2 separate regions of the Nomascus leucogenys genome follow, and region 1 is linked to region 2. A link is a contact called in public Hi-C data. All regions are on one chromosome and are shown on one strand. Each heading gives the region's core, a stretch centred on a gene start, on an enhancer-like site or on the middle of the called end of the contact. The rest is flanking DNA. Distances are from core to core; before and after follow the strand shown.

Region 1 (3,425 bases), core at 693-3,192, 48 kb after region 2:
GAGGAGAAGTATCACCCACAACTTAAGTCTCAAGAATAAGATGCCTACATAGTAAATGAAGAGAACAACTTTTACTACATGACAGAAGGTGGTAGAGAAAGAGGGATATACATAAACAGACTCAAGACTAGATAATCAATGCTGGAAACTTCGCAGTAATCTTCCAAAAGGCACCCCCCCACACACACAAAAAAAGCAGAAACCACTAGAAAATTAAGAAAACCTTGAAAATGTTCTCAAGAGGGAAAATGATGCTAAAAGAAACCCAGATGTGGTGAATATAAAATGAATGGAATTTTGGACTCATTCCTACTGTCAGCCTCTCTTAGAATTGAGGCAAAGGCAATTGCAGACTTGGGAAGAAAGGCTTAACTTGACCAAATTAAAATGGCCTAAAGCCATGGAGAGACCATGGGTAAAACAGAAACACACATCAGCTGGGGTGGAAGGCAAGCACTCAGATGTATCACAGGAACTGAGGGAAATGAAGAGGATTCACCAAGGTAAACCTGATTATAGTTGAGTGCTGTCACTGCTTGATTGAGAGGGGGATATTCTGGTTAAACATATCTTCTAGTTTAGTATTTACCATTTGTTCCATAAGCAGATTACTAATTTTCAAATAATTAGAAAGTATATTATAAAATAAAAATAACACACCTCATAATCTTCCAGTAACATAGGGTGTTAATCAAAAGTATCAACTGTCACTATAGTCTAAGGTTTGTGCAGAATCTGGTCTGTTATTGACTTGTCAAAGATCTGGCTAAGAAGAAATATCTAGAAAGATGTAGGTGGCACCAGATTTCCATGGCCAGACAGGAAAGAGACTTTTTTTAGTTCAAAGAACTTGTACAGTAAGACATGTGGTTAATTATCACAGCAATGGGACAGAAGGGAAACCCTGCCACATCTGTTTTGACAGCTCACTAGACTGCAAGCTCTATGAGAACAAGGACTTTGCTTTGGTCGCTGCTCTGCCACTGCCTCTAGAACAGTGACTGGCACATAGGAGGTGTTCACAAAGTATTTAAAGAAGAAATATTAACAAATGCTGTTCCATTTAATATGCCCTTTTCTCATTCTTTCAAAAAAACCTCTTGAAATAAAGAATGAATTCTGTTCATTCTAATACACCGTCTTCCTATCCTCTAATTAGGGAAATCTCATTTATGAAGGTCCAACTCAAATTTCTTCTCTTCCTTAAAGTCTTCCCTGATCCCTTTCTGCTGCCTACAATCCTCCCTCCTTCAAATGGCCAGAATTAAATCTTCTTTATTCATTTTCCCATGGTACGTTACTTGGACCTATATTTGCTCTCATTTCGTTCTATACTGTATTTCAATTCAGTATTTACATGTCCAATTCTTCCATAGGGTTATAAGCTCCTTGAAGGCAAGGTTTCGGTTTCAGTTATCCTTGAAGATCCATCTTCTAACATAATGCCTTGCAAATAGTAACTACTTAAATGTCTTTTAAGTTTAATAAAATAGAATTATATTCTTGGTGTTTAATAAGGAACCAGCATATACTAAGTACTCACTAAACGTTCATTCCATGAATGAATGGAAAGAAAGGTAATACCAGCAAAACTAAGCTGCCTCAAATCCCAGGACTAGGAGGCATCATGCCTTGAAGACAGAGAAATGGTCTTTTTCTCTTGGGTCTAAGAAGACCTTGCCTGGCTCCTGCGCCCAATGTCAGGCACCCTGGCACCAAAACTGTAGAGATAAGTTTGAAGAAGTTCCAGGAAGGGTCACATAATTGACTTGGGGTGGGGGAGGAAAGGATAAAAAAGGAGCGATTAGGGGCTCAAGTTAGACAGATGGCCTAAGTGACGTCTGAGACTAGACACGATAACCTTCTGCTAACACTGGGAGAGTGTAAACACCCAAGAGGGGAGGAATTGTTTAGCCTGGTCCAGTGGGCTCAAAGTAGGAGAAAGGATGAGACAAGGGATGGGAGATCAAAGCCCTGCGACAGAAAGCCAAGCAAAAGAGACACTGCTCTCCTTGGACTCAGAGAAAACAAGGCCATATACATTTTCACAGATATCTACAAGTGTTATATCCTCATCTTCAGGCATAAAGGAGGCCTACAACAGATGGATTACTGAAACCTAATACAAAGAGCCTATGCTTGGAACAGAAAGCCCTTTTACCATTATGCAAAATGTAGCTCCATACTCAATGTTATTAAACAGTGCCCAAAAAACCCACAGATTCAGGCTGTGCTCATAAGTAAAAGCACCTTCAAGAGTAGATGAGAAAAGAAAAAGTACAGAGAGTCAGCAAAGCAGTGAACTGGAATCCCACAGTTTGGTAAAATGCATGAAATTTCTAACCTGTGTTCTCATTTGCTGTTTTCCATTTTACTCTAACAAAAACACCTCTCAAACTGGCATTTGCTGAAAAAATATTCATTTTTCCTATTTCCCATTCTACTCCAAGTCGGCCTACCTGCCTTCTAGTAAGCTTGAGTGGGCTTCAATGGTGCCCACAACATTGACAGTGAGTGCTGAGAGAGTGATATAGAAGATATGGTGTCCTGCTTCAACAAGCTTCTAATCTACTTGAAGAGAAAAAAGGTAATTATGTGAAAACAGCAAGAAAATAACTGCAAAGAGACATATGATATATGCAAGAGAAAGGAGGATAAATGAGCTCTATAACTGCTAATGATCTGTCAAATCAGGGGAAGATAACTGAACTGATCATTCAGGGAGGGCTTCCCAGCAGAAGCGAAATTTTCTTCCTAAAGAAGAAAAATAGAAATCGATTGATTGAAACCAATTTATGGTTTACAAAAGCTAGAAGGAACCTCAGGGTATATCTGATCAAAATTGCTCGCCTGACAGATGAAGCCCAGGGAGCATAATAATATGCCCAGGTGACAAATCAAAAAAGTGGAAGAACTGGAATTCAAATCAAAGTATTCTGAATTCAAACTCCAGGGCAGATGACAGGAACAAATGCAGAGAAGCAAGAAACAGCAATGTCTATCAGGAAGAAAGTACGCAGACTGGCATCGTGGGGACAGAGGAACTGTTTCATAGAGTAAGGAGAACTAAGAAGCCCCAGGCTGCTCCCAAATAATCTTAGTTGCTCCATATGGACCCCACTTCTCTCTCTCTCTTCAGGAACATCCACCATACCTTAAATTAGTGGCAGGTGCCCCACAGGACTTATGTATTTCCCATACCACATGCCCTGCTCTGGGGCCTAATCTCCCTCTAAGGGCCACAATTCTCACTCCCAGAGTCTGTACTGGTTCTAAGGGCCCTAGAAGCTCCAAGATATACATATGGCAAAACTAACCAAGAAGTTACTCCACATACAAACTTCTTGTTCTGCTTATAGCCCCACCCTCCTCTCTTGCCCCACCAACAATGAGGAAACCAGATGTACAAATGGTTAACAGAGAAA
Region 2 (3,964 bases), core at 325-2,824:
CTAAGCTTGGGTGGAGCGCGGGTCCTGCTCCCAGCATGCAGAGACTAGCGTCAGTCCTGGTCCCTGCCTCCCTCGGCATCTCAGCCCCTCTCTTCCACTCCTTCCCGTCCCCACCACCAAGCCCAGGAATCCCCTAAGCTCAGTCCCAGAGCCCGAAGGCCCCAATAACCCACCCTTCCACCGCAGTAGCACTCCTCAGCTCTCCGGACAGACACGTGGGCTCGCTGGGCGGGTTCCCTTTCCCACCTCCGCCTCCCTATTCAACTCTTCCTCGCTGTTCTTAACCCCAGACCCAGCCGGGACGCTGCTCCTGGAAGGGGCAGCCCATAGAACCAAGAGCGCACAGGGAGGAAAGGCCGTGGTGCCCCTACGCACCCAGAGATTCTTTGCCTCAGGGGTGCCGAAAGGTTTCAAAATGAAAGGGGCACAGCTGTGCAGAAGGTTAGGCCGGGAGGGACTGCGTGGGTCCTGGAGGCGCAGGAGGCAGCCGGGTAGAGGTACCTCCGGGTGCAGCGTCTGGCTGAGCTGCCAGTATTTTGGGGCAGAGGAGCCGCCGCCAACCTGCTGGGCTGTGGGGCTTGGCAGCGGGGAGCTCTTCTAGCAGTCTCCGCCGGGCTTGGGGATGCCGACACTCCTGCCTGGACCCCTGGCCAGCCCATCTTGGGCAGACGGCAGCAGGGCTTGGCGAGAGGGGCAGGTGCCAGGGAGCGTGCCAGCCAGTCGAGAAAAGGTGCCAGGGGGTGGGTAGGGCCGGGCAGGTGGCGGTGCTTCGGTGGCGGCGCGCTGGCAGGGCGGATCGCGCTCACCTGGGTCATGAGGCGGTCGGCGCCTGTGTTCTCCTCGTCCTTGAAGATGATGTCTGGATTGTAATTGGGGGTGAGCTCCTTGAAGCGCTCGGAGCTGCGAGCGATCTTGCCTTCATAGCGTCCGCTGGCGCCCAGGGTCTTCTCGGGCACGTTGGGGCTGAACTGCTTGTAGGCAAGCGGCACGAGTTTGCGCGGCGGTCGCCGGCGGCTGCCCACCACCCGGCCCGGCCCGCAGCCCCATGCCGCCGGCACCACCAGCAGCAGCAACAGGAGCAGGCAGAAGTGCAGTCGGGGCCGGAGCCGGGCGGGAGACATGGCCTGGGAGCCCGGGGGAGCGGCGGGCGAGGTCTCCTGGTGGGCTGATGGGCAGGCGCGTCGACGGGAGCGCTGCCGGGGCTCAGGCGTCCATGTGGCTCCGGGGGGCTCCAGGCGGGGGCGCCATGGGCGGCGCGGTGCGGCCAGGGCCGGCGGGACTCAAGTGCGGGGCGGGGGCCCGGGGCCCGAGCTGGTGGCGGCGCGCTGTCCCCCTCGGCGCCTCGACTCTGAGCTGCCGGGCTCGCCGGCCGCCAATAAATAGGCCGGCCCGTTTGTTTTGGCAACGCGGCGGCGGCGGGGGGCGGCGGGCGGCGGGGCTGCGGGCCGCCGGGCTGGGCTGGGCTGGCCGGGCCGGCGGGCTGCAGGGCCCCGCGGTTAGCACCCCGGCCCGGCGGTCAGGCGGCTCGGGCGGAGCGGGAGCTGCTGCCGTCTGCGGCGCAGCCCGGGGCCGAGTGAGAGGGGAAATGGAAGAGATCCGGGCTCGGGCCCCGCGCAGACCGCACCCTACCCATGTCCCTGCCTCCTGTGCGCTCGACAGCGAACCTGCAGCAAGGGCAGCACAGCCTCCTCCCCCTCGGGCGGGCGGCCCCGGCACTAGCCAGCCCTCGTCCCGCTCGCGCCTCCGCCGCGCGTCCGCCCGCCCGCTGCCCTCTGCGCCCCCTGCGCTGCCCGAGTTTGCCCTCCCCGCCTGGACGCGCCCCACCCCGCCCTGGCCTCGCCTACTGGCTCTTCGCGGCTCTGGGGTGCCCCGCCAGGCGCAAACCTCCCGGACAGGAGCTGCCACCCCCACGGAGACCGCAACCCACGGCGCGGCCGGACGCGAGGGGCGGGGGGCAGTGGCCGGACCGCACAGCCGCCTACGGTGTCCCCTGCGGGGAAGCAAACCCAAAAGGCAGGAGGCCGCTCATAACCTGGTGCCCCACCCTGGCCCAGGCGACGCGCCCTTTCAGCTTGGTGGAGCTGGGTTCTGTATCAACGTGGGGATGGAGAGTCTAGCCTTTAGAAGAGTCAAATAGGGGGTTTTAAGTTGGAAACACTGTTGAAAGTGACAATATGAAGTTGCAAACGGATAGGTCAATATGCAGAGAAGGGTAGCTAAAACGGTGACGTCAACAGAATACCGAGGAACCCCGACTGACCATGTTAAAGAGGAGCAGCAAAGGTCTCAGTAACGGGGGCTTGGTATGAATGCCAAAGTGATGCAAAGCCACCGGAACTGCTAAATAATTACTTGGTTCTATATTACACATTTAAAAGAGCAGAGAATATGTAGAAACAACTAGGAACGTGAACATGTGTTACGTGTTTTTATATGACATTCGGGAAAGCTGAATGAATTAGGATCCCATCTGCCAAAACAAGTAAAGGCAAGTGTGTTAAAAGCAAACAAAAAACATCACCACCACAACACCAAACTATATGATTTGACTGTAATAGATTCTACAAATCCCATAAAGGTAGAAATGAAAAGATGAGAAATAAAAAGACTTAAAAATTCTCACTCAAATGCTATTAATACAATAGGTACCATTTTATTGGTACTTATATTCCTGAACATGGGAGTTATTAGATATTATTGTACTACGTCTTCTACTTGCATTATCTAATTTAAACTCAAAACGGCCAAAGGAGCTATTACTGTCCACATTTTACCAATGAAGATATTGAAGTTCAGAGAAGATGAACAACTTGCTAGTGGCTGAAAAGCAGGGATTGAAGCCCATGACTCTGGCCCAGCCCCAGTTTTCGCCTATGCAGGTGCATTGTCCCTCTGTGCAGGACCAATCCACTCAACACCACTGGGTTCGGGGCTGAAGTAGTTGTTCACAGATTTACTCACACTCTCTGGATCAGTTTTATAAACACAAATTCAGGATTGGATGAGACTCAAGAGAGTGCTTAATCTAAGTGCTTGATATTACAGAAAAGGAAACTGAGGCCCACAGAAAGAAATTTAGGATTGCTCCACTAGGAGTGGAGTGGTGCCTGCAATGTGGAAACAAAATGGATCGCCTCCTTTCCTCCCCTTTGCCCGCACCTTCCCCCAACCCCACATGTTCTTTCTTGCATTAGCATTCAGATTCTGTTTCCTAGTCAAAGATGAATGTTGCTTCTTTTCCCTGAAAGCTTTCCAAGTGCTTTAACTTGTATTTTCCAGGGCTCAAGAACTATCTCTGCGATATTCTCCATCCCCTTTCCCTCCTGCCCCACTACCTCAGATTTCTGGAGCAGGGTCAGTACCTCTCACAAACCAGACAAACAGGGGCTCTCTGTTTTTATGGAGTTCCATGAAAGAAAATTCCATAGGCTTCTGCGGTCACCTATCCCAGTGTTTAATAATATTCTTCTCTATAGAGAAGTTTCGCCTTAAATTTAATCTACCTCCCTCCCTCTCTAATGCAAATTCAACTCGTTCCTCTTTTTCTGACCTTAGGGATTAGGGCCATTATCCTGCTGATTATCCTTCATGCATTGTCTTGAAGAGTTGTTAAATTGCTTTCAATCTTCTTTTCTCCAAGTAAAAGACAATTTCTTTAAGTTCTCTCAGAGGTTCTAATTTATAACCATTTATTAGCTTTTCCATTCTTCTCATTTCTCCTCTCTCAGACTGTAATTCTAACCTATTAAATACAAATCTGGTAAAGATCTGATCCATGTCAAATAAGTTTTTATGCTATAAGTACTCCCATAGCTTGCCATCAGGTGTGCCTCTGCAGCAGAGCTACCTCGTTGGTTGAGACTGGGCTTCACTAAGACCAGACCCTCCTCTGCCAGGCTAACTTAGGAACAGTGATTAGGGTGTGTGCTGGAGAAGCAGAGGGAGACCAGCGTGTATCAAGTCT

The links. Hi-C and Micro-C count contacts between places; a contact is called where the count stands out from the background.
Region 1: a contact with region 2 is called in a Hi-C map of an unstated tissue, with 1.8 times the contacts expected there. The contact joins the enhancer-like site here to the promoter of IHH in region 2. A contact is called at or near these places in 2 of 4 Hi-C or Micro-C datasets (a lymphoblastoid cell line and an unstated tissue).

Annotation. Positions count from the first base shown.
Region 1 is chr22a:119,782,564-119,785,988 of Asia_NLE_v1, forward strand. The region is part of intron 5 of NHEJ1 (non-homologous end-joining factor 1); the gene reads right to left. Among named protein-coding and RNA genes, the nearest start is that of IHH, 47 kb to the left of the region's middle. Within about 2 kb of position 1,943, the one cell type or tissue checked has an H3K27ac peak away from gene starts, as active enhancers do. A contact at or near this core is called in a lymphoblastoid cell line, where this site is marked.
Region 2 is chr22a:119,735,318-119,739,281 of Asia_NLE_v1, forward strand. IHH (indian hedgehog protein) reads right to left here and starts at 1,575. Exons shown (of 3, transcript XM_030803137.1): 1 at 807-1,575. The coding sequence starts at 1,121.